Regions from separate parts of the Rattus norvegicus genome. Here region 2 is linked to region 1. A link is a contact called in public Hi-C data. All regions are on one chromosome and are shown on one strand. The core of a region is the stretch at or near the end of the contact, and the rest is flanking DNA. Distances in the headings are between cores, read along the strand shown.

Region 1 (4,311 bases), core at 540-3,039:
GCCACCAACACCCTGAGATTCTGCTGACACCGACATCCCCATTCCACAGTTGGGAAGGAGGTGCTTCAGGCTGTGGCAGATTCCAGACCAGGGCGTCCAACTGTGTGGGGCTCATTCCAGCAGGGGCCCTTAAGGGGAGCTGGGGTGGCCGGCTCTGTGGGAAGGCCAAAGATGAGGCCTTAGAAGGCGATTCTGGGAACCTGAACTCTCAGTGTCCGACCAAGACTGGGCCGTCCAGGGGAAGCCAAGTGGCCAGGCAGACAAGAGCAGTTTCCAGGGAGACACAACAACCAAGAAAGTCCTTACAGGGAAAAAGTGAGAAACTGCCCTTTTCCGGCCTGTAGGTTCGAGCGGTGGTGTGCCGGGAACACACAAGAGCTTCCTGAAGGACAGAGGTAGCTTTTTTTCAACCACACCCCTCAGGTTTGCCCCTTAAACCATGGCTTGTAGTGCTGAGCCTAGAGGCCAACTTCTGTGCCTTACCTTGACTCTGGTACTCAGCCTCTATAGTGGAGAATGAGCCTCCGTGAGCCCAAGACAAGGAGTCCCCTTCTCCCTGACATCCAGCTGCAAGCCTGTAGTGGTATTCTCAGCCAGGCCATGATACGGAAGCCCACAGAACAGTTTGTAGGCTTTGGGGGGCCCACAAACTGAATCCTGTTAGCCCCTGGGGGGCCCACAAACTGAATCCCGTTAGTCCCTGCATCTCCCCAGGTCCGCTCTTGTAAGCTTCTCTTAGTTTCAGCACCTTGAACACAGAGTGCTCTGTTTGGACTGTGTGACTCCAAGAGACTGGAGTAGTGGAGGGAGGGTCCAGACCATGGTCTCTCCATCTTGGACAGTGTTTACGTCCTCAGAGTTGGTCAACGGTAGCCACCGTGCTCACCTTCCTGCCCTGGTGGCCTTGGGACAGGGAAACCAAGTGAGAAGTCAGTATGTCGTACTGCAGTGACAGGATCCAAAAGTGTGCCTCCCCCTCCCCTAAGTATATTCGTTGATACCTAACCTAGTCCTAGGAATGGGCGCCACCCCCCAAGAAAGGAGGTAGGGTCTATGAACGTTAATCCTGACTGTTGACTTAATGGGATTTGGCGTTGCCACGGAGATGAGCATCTGGTTGTATCTGTGTTTTCGGACTTGATTAGCTGAATTAGAGAGAACCATTCTAAAGTGAGGTGGCATCCCCTAGGCTGGGGTTCCCAACCGAGCGCAAAGGAGAAAGAGAACTGAAGACCAGCATCTACCTCTGTTCCCTGACTGGCCAGCTACCTCACGTTCCCGCTGCTATCACTTCTCCTACCGGGACAGACTGTGTGCCCTCCAACTGGGAGCCAAAATAAACCCTTACCTACTGTAGTTGCTTCCTCGGTCTGCTATTTTGTTCACAGCCGTGAGAAAAATAATAAGCATAGGGCCCTAATAGAAAGGGACCCCAGAGATCTCCCCTTTCCCTTCACCCGGTCAGCACCCAGCAAGGAAATACTGTGTGTACCAAGAAGAAAGTCGCCCTCACCCGACACAGAACTTTTCAAGCATCCTGATATTGGGCATCGGTCTCAGAACAGTGAGTGAGGGACCAAGTTTTCCTCTGTGGCCTATTCACGGCGACTTTTGGTACGGCAGCCCAGATAGACTCCAGCAGACAGTAGCAGTAACAGCCCTTTCATTTTAAGGGACAGAACAGCTGCCTCTCCAACACAAGTTCCCTGTCACTCCACGGACCCAGACAGATCCTACAGGAGCATCAGGATCAGAGAGCTGCCCTCCCAGACTCTATTCCTGGAGCTCAGCTGCAGCTGACTCATTCCTCGCACCAGTGACCTGTCAACGTGTGGACGTACGTGACTCAGCCAGTGTCGCTTGGCCCAACCCATGTTACCTGCCCAGAGACCAGCTGGGTATCCCTTCCCCCAGGACAACCCCACCCTGCTCACTTAGCCTTAACCCAGATGCCCGCCCCAGCCTCCTCCCGCCATGCAGCCTCTGTTTCCCCAGCTCCCACCCTATTGCAAGATGAAGTAATCCCAGGAACCAGCAGGCTCAGTGTGGGACCAGAGCCAAAGTCCTAGTCACACAGGCATGGCAGGCCTAGACCGGCTTGCTGCACCCTCTGGCGAATAGCAAAATGGCAACACTGCCCCCTAGGGGATAGTCTCCCTGGCCAGCCCGATCTAGAAGAAGGGACTTTTTGCATGACCTCTGGTACACACACACACACACACACACACACACACACACACACACACACAACCTTGGGGACTCTTGGCAGCTCTTTCTCTGGGCCTCACCTCTTTGTCCTCAGGTACCTGAACCCTGGCACTGGCCCTCGGTGATGTTCTTATGGTGACTCTAAGCTTAGCCTCCGCACCCAGATATTGATGTCTACTCTGGTACCAGGGATTTTCTTGCAGCTCACAGAGACCTACCTAGCCCTCTGCTTGTTCATGTTTCTTCCAGACAAACGGTACCCATGAGCAGAGTGGCAGGCATGGGTTCGAAGCCCACCTTGACCAGGTATCCTATGCACGGGAGATACCAGTAGGCCAGGAGCGAGAGGCAGAGTGAGAGCCATACACGGACATATGGTGAATTCAGGGCAAAACGAGCCTAACTCTTCACACAACTACAGAACTGTGGAGTCAGAAGCCTGAGGCTGAAGCAGAGGCCTCCTTTGTTCCCTTCCCGCCTGAGGGCTTGAGGATCCTTCTGACACCCCGAGCCCAGAAGCAGCCTTTACAGCCTGCCTTGATTTTCAAGGAGCCTCCCTGCAGCTCGGCTGGCTGCCTAAAAATGTTCCAGGGCTGGCTCTTGAGCCACAGTGCCCTCAGTCCCCTCGGAGGTGTCTGTGGAAGTGGTGGGAGCCAGGTCCTTCCTCAGGGGAAACCCGGTGTGGCCAGGAACTCCCACCATTAGCCCAGGCTGGGAGAACACACTTAGCCCATGGTCTCTTGGAGAGCCGATTGGAGTGCTTTCTGCTGACTCAGCACACCCCTGGGCAGGGAGTCTCTTGGGAGCACCTCTACTGGGGCTCCAGACGGGACTGCAGACTCCAGAGTAGCTGGCAAAGCAACTCCAAGATTCGTCCATTTGTTCATCTCCTGCTAGGAAGTCTCGCCAGGCATAGCTGTGCTGTTGTGCAGTCTCTGAGGATGAGGCTCTGGGGTCTGCTGGCACTTCCAGTCAGCCTTTCTAACTGTCACATACGGGGTGTGGGACTCCACTCTTTTTTTTTATTTTATTTATTTATTTATCATATATAAGTACACCATGTCTGTCATGATGCAAAAGAGGGCATCAGATCTCCTTTACGGATGGTGGTGAGCCGCCATGTGGTTGCTGGGATTTGAACTCAGGACCTCTGGAAGAGCAGTCAGCGCTCTAACCACTGAGCCATCTCTCCAGCCCCAAGTCCATTCTTCCTATGTCCTCTCACCTCTTTTGCAGGGACGAACCTCCACAAAAGAGCTATTCAAGTTTATCTTTCCTTCTTACGTACACACGCCCCCAGCCTTGGCAAGACCCCAGAGGACAATACCAACGTGCTTGGAAGGACTGCTGACCTTTCAACACCTCCTGGTCACATCCTTCTCATAGACCTGCAGCGTTCTCAGATCTTGGATGGAATCCGCTGTCCAGACCCCAGGCTTTACACCCTTACCCACATTCCTCTCCTCTCAACAGCAGAAAGAGCTAACAGAAACAATGGCCTAGGTGGGGGTTGGGAGAAGGGCACAGCAGAGACTGCCACCAAGCTGGCCTGCTTCCACCATGGGAAGAAAAGCAAGCATGTATGTACATGGCTGATTGGTGACTGGGGACAGCGGGCATTTACTAAGTTGCTGTTCTGGGACAAGGGAACACAGAACTGGCAAGGGCAAGGCTAAAGGAAGGTGCTGTCACTCAAATGTGTTTGGCCTTGGCACCCTATGAATCAGAGCCCAGTGAGTCCAGGAGAAGAGGCCAGGCTGGCTGGACTCAGTGTCAGACCCAGTGTCTTAGTTGGGGTTTCTATTCCTGCACAAACAGCATAACCAAGGAGCAAGTTGGGGAGGAAAGGGTTTATTCAGCTTACACTTCCACACGGCTGTTCATCACCAAAGGAAGTCAGGACTGGAACTCAAGCAGATCAGGAAGCAGGAGCTGAGGCAGAGGCCATGGAGGGATGTTGCTTGCTGGCTTGCTTCCCCTGGCTTGCTCAGCTTGCTCTCTTATAGAACCCAAGACCACCAGCCCAGGGACAGCACCGCCCATAATGGGCTTGACCACTAATTGAGAAAATGCCTTACAGCTTGGTCTCATGAAGGCGTTTTC
Region 2 (3,979 bases), core at 486-2,985, 210 kb before region 1:
CACCAATGGCTCAGGCACTAAGACCAACAATTAATAAATGGGACCTCATGAAACTGAAAAGCTTCTGTAAGGCAAAGGACACCATCTAATAGGACAAAATAGCAGCCTACAGAATGGGAAAAGATCTTCACCAACCGTACATCTGAGAGAGGACTAATATCCAAACTATATAAAGAACTCAAGAAATTTAACAGTAAGCAAATAATCCAATTTAAAAACAGGTACAGAGCTAAACAGAGAATTCTCAACAGAGGAATCTCTGATGGCCAAGAAGCACTTATAGTGGATATTTTAAGTATTATTGGCAAGACAGCCAAAACCCTGCTGTCATGAAGCTTTTAGTCTGGTGGGAAAAGAGAGAAGGTCGTTTTGCAGAAGTGGTATACACTGAGTATGAACACCCCATGGTCCCTGGTACTATTTAAAGAGGGTCTGGGAAAGAGGTCTCTCGGTGGAGAGGCCTGGCTAGCAGAAGTATGTGTGAAAAGTATTCCTTGGGAATGTCTTGTCCCTGCCCTCTGTCCCCTTTCTCTGCCCCCGATCCACCACGAGGTTAAAAAGCCCTTCCAGCACATTCTCCTATCAACAGGAGGCTCTGCCCAAGCGTCGGAAGCCATGCAACTGTGGCCTAGACTTCCCTAAACCACAAGTCAAGGTGAATCTTTCTTCAAGTGTCTCTGTTAGATACTTGGTCACAGAGAGGAGGAGCCCTGTAATAAGTTTAGGGAATGAAGACAGATTGGCTGGAGAGTGAGCGAGGAGATGATGTAAGATTTGATGCATTCTTTAAGTTTCCGTCTCTGTTTAAATCCATCTACTTTCAGCCTTTCCTGTTAGAATATGCCATGGTCTGAACTGTGCCCTACAGGCTGAAGGTCTGATCTGAGAAGGTCACTGTACTTGAAGACAGGGTCTTTCAGAGGTAATTAAGTTAATGAGTTCACTGTGGTAGTCCTCTATCCAATCTGACTGTTGTCTTCATGAGAACACTCAGAGGGGCGGCCGTGTGAGGACACGGGGAAGATGCCGGCTGCACACTGAGGAGCGGCCTGAGGAGCAGCCAGCTGCTGGCACCCGACTCTGACTCCAGCCTCCGGGACTGTAATGAGTAACTTTCTTTTGTTTACACCCTGCTCTGTGATGTTGCTGTGGCAGCCGGCGCTGCCCTGAGCATGTTAATCAGCTGGGTCGATTCCCTGTGTGTGTCTGCGTCTGCTTCCCATGCTTGGTCTCCTCTTCTTTTTAAAGATCTGCTTTTATTTTATCTCTTGTAGTAGAGTTATTTTATGTCTATCTCTTACCCAGTGTCTGCTCTGGAGGCCAGAAGAGGGCGTCTGATTGTCTGGAACTGGAGCTGCATGTGGTCGTGAGCTGCCATGAGTGACGGGAACCGAACTCAGGTCCTCTGCAAGAGCAGCAAGTGCTCGTAAGGGCTGAGCCATCCCTCCAGCGCCTTCTTTCTCTTCTTACTGTGCTATGTAGAGTTGAAAACTGGGTTAACCAGAGAAACAGAGCAGTGCCCCTGAATAATGACATTTATTGGAGACGGACAGAGGAGTGCAGTGGACACAGGTGTGCCCTGGTAAACTGCCATATTAAGGGCTTGAGCTGAGGAGACGTTGTCAAAAGTGAAGTGAAGATTATGTAACCTTGTGAAACAATACTCCTTGGCTACAAGGATCAATAAAGTGACGACAGTCCAAGGTTCTGCACGCTGCTGGCAGGCTGTCCCTGAAGAGGTACTTTCCGGACAAGGCTACAGTGACCTCAGTGCAAAACTAGTCCCTGCAGTCGATCGTGAACCACCATGAGAGCCCCCTCCTTCATACCGTCCAATAGTCTTTAATTAATTTGGTTTGGATTTGACAGCTCAACACAGTACTGTACTGACTCTGACAGCTTTTGATGAGCTATGCTTTGCTGGGTAACAGGAACTGAGGGAAGGAGGTCTTTACACTGACATTCTCTGTTAATCTAGGTGGGATTTGAGTTGTGTCTAATGTCAGGCTCTTGCTTCTCTCCCCTGTTGGCTTTTACATTTCCTGGGTCTTCTTCCTGAGATGAGATTTGTGTCTGGCATTCCCTGAGCTGTAGACCCCCATGGAACTGTAGTTGGTACTGCTGTGAAGTAGAGTGTGGGAGAGGAGTGAAAATGTCCTGTCAAAGGACAAAAACTTCATCTTAGTGGCACGTGTCTCTGGGCTGTAACTGTCACCAATATTTCTCCTCAAGTGTGACCTGAATCTTTTTCTGAGGACCAGCTTTGCTATGTAGAGGGCACGCTACTTGTTAGGGGCCTACCTTTCTCCCTGTCACAGCCTCTAGACGGCCAAGAGGACCTGGTGAGATGCCAACAGCAAACCCTAAGACGATGGCCCTGGGAGAGCCCAAGGCCCCAGCTGTTTGTTTTCCAGGGAAGCAGATCTCGCTGACTCCAGATTTCGCAGTGATGGTGCTGTTGGAGTTCAGCCCTCAGATGGATCAAAAGTTCATCCCTTTTGTTGTGAGGATTCAGAGATAGCTTTGAGGTGCTGTCTGTGTCACTGATGAGACAGCTCAGCTGAACTTTGGAGGAAGGGCATTTGAAATGGGGCAAGGTGTACTGGGTGAAAGGACAGACAGTAATGGGGAAAGCAAGGGCAAGGCAGTGTCCTAGTGTTTAGAAGGATGGCACCCACGTGGGGGAGCAACGGGGAAGCAGCAGAACTGATGGGCGAGACTTCTGCCATGCACAAGGCTGTGTTTTTGTCAAAAGCGTGAAGCAGAGAGGGGTGCATTTTGATTTCCACTTAGGAAGCATCATTCTTGCCACAGGAAAATTCGGAAGTGTTAAACGGGCCTCCGCAGCTCACTGGGCAAGAGAGCTCTGTCTGGGGTGTAGTCATTGTAGACTTCTGATGGGTGAGAGTGTCAGTGCCCACTTAATGAGAGTTGGACTTTGATGTTGTACAAGCACATGTGGCATTAAACACCCAAGGTGAGCTTTCCGTCAGGCTGCTCAATAGGAAATCCAGATTTCAGAGAGAGGGGCGTTAGGGGAACAGAAGAGCAGCACCGGTGAGCATGGCTGAGGCCACCTAAGGAGACAAGTGGGGAGAAGGACGTGGGACTGAGGCAAAGGCATGAGAGGAACAGTGAGGAGGACGTGCTGTGGAGCCATGGGACGGGGGAGGGAGGGCTAGGGTGTCAGAGCACTAAAGAACTGAGCAGTACCAATGTGGAGATCAACATGACCTGGAGAGGTGCCACCTCAGGCACTGAGGAGTGGCAGTGTGACTGCAAAGTAAGGAGCAGTGAGAGTCGGAGCAGGAATGGTAGCGATAGCAGTCAGCCCTAGAGTCTCCTGAGCAGTCAGTCAGCCCTAGAGTCTCTGAGCAGTCAGCCCTAGAGTCTCCTGAGCAGTCAGCCCTAGAGTCTCTGAGCAGTCAGCCCTAGAGTCTCCTGAGCAGTCAGCCCTAGAGTCTCTGAGCAGTCAGCCCTAGAGTCTCTGAGCAGTCAGTCCTAGAGTCTCTGAGCAGTCAGTCCTAGAGTCTCTGAGCAGTCAGTCCTAGAGGCTCCTGAGCAGTCAGTCCTAGAGTCTCCTGACAGGAAGCAAAAGGCCTGTGGGGTCTGCAAGTGAACAAACACACAACACACACTCACACACACTCATACACACACACACATGCACACATTCACACACACTCATACACACACACACACTCTCACACACACACCATTCTCTGCAGTTTGGAAGCACAAGGCTGAGGCCGCTGCTGGAACAGACTATGTTTGTAGGTGTCCACAGTGCCTTGGAAGTGGCCAGGGGTCTCAGAGGAAGATGACTGTACAGGCGTGCTCCAAGAACTTGGCCATTATCTAGAAATCCTGGTGGGAACAAGTATTCTTGCAGTTGAAACAAATGCCCTTGCCTCAGATGAGAGGAAAGGCCATCTGGATTCCTTCAGGATAGTTTAGTCATTGAACACATTGAGTGGTT

The links. Hi-C and Micro-C count contacts between places; a contact is called where the count stands out from the background.
Region 2: a Hi-C map of liver shows a contact between it and region 1, with 3 times the contacts expected there. The contact joins two enhancer-like sites. A contact is called at or near these places in 3 of 12 Hi-C or Micro-C datasets (kidney and liver).

The regions. Positions count from the first base shown.
Region 1 is chr20:9,831,254-9,835,564 of GRCr8, reverse strand. No RefSeq gene overlaps it. Among named protein-coding and RNA genes, the nearest start is that of Cryaa, 48 kb to the right of the region's middle. Within about 2 kb of position 1,789, at least 12 of the 93 cell types and tissues checked have an H3K27ac peak or open chromatin away from gene starts, as enhancers often do. A contact at or near this core is called in liver, where this site is marked.
Region 2 is chr20:10,045,902-10,049,880 of GRCr8, reverse strand. The region is part of intron 7 of Hsf2bp (heat shock transcription factor 2 binding protein); the gene reads left to right. Among named protein-coding and RNA genes, the nearest start is that of Hsf2bp, 73 kb to the left of the region's middle. Within about 2 kb of position 1,735, at least 7 of the 93 cell types and tissues checked have an H3K27ac peak or open chromatin away from gene starts, as enhancers often do. A contact at or near this core is called in liver, where this site is marked.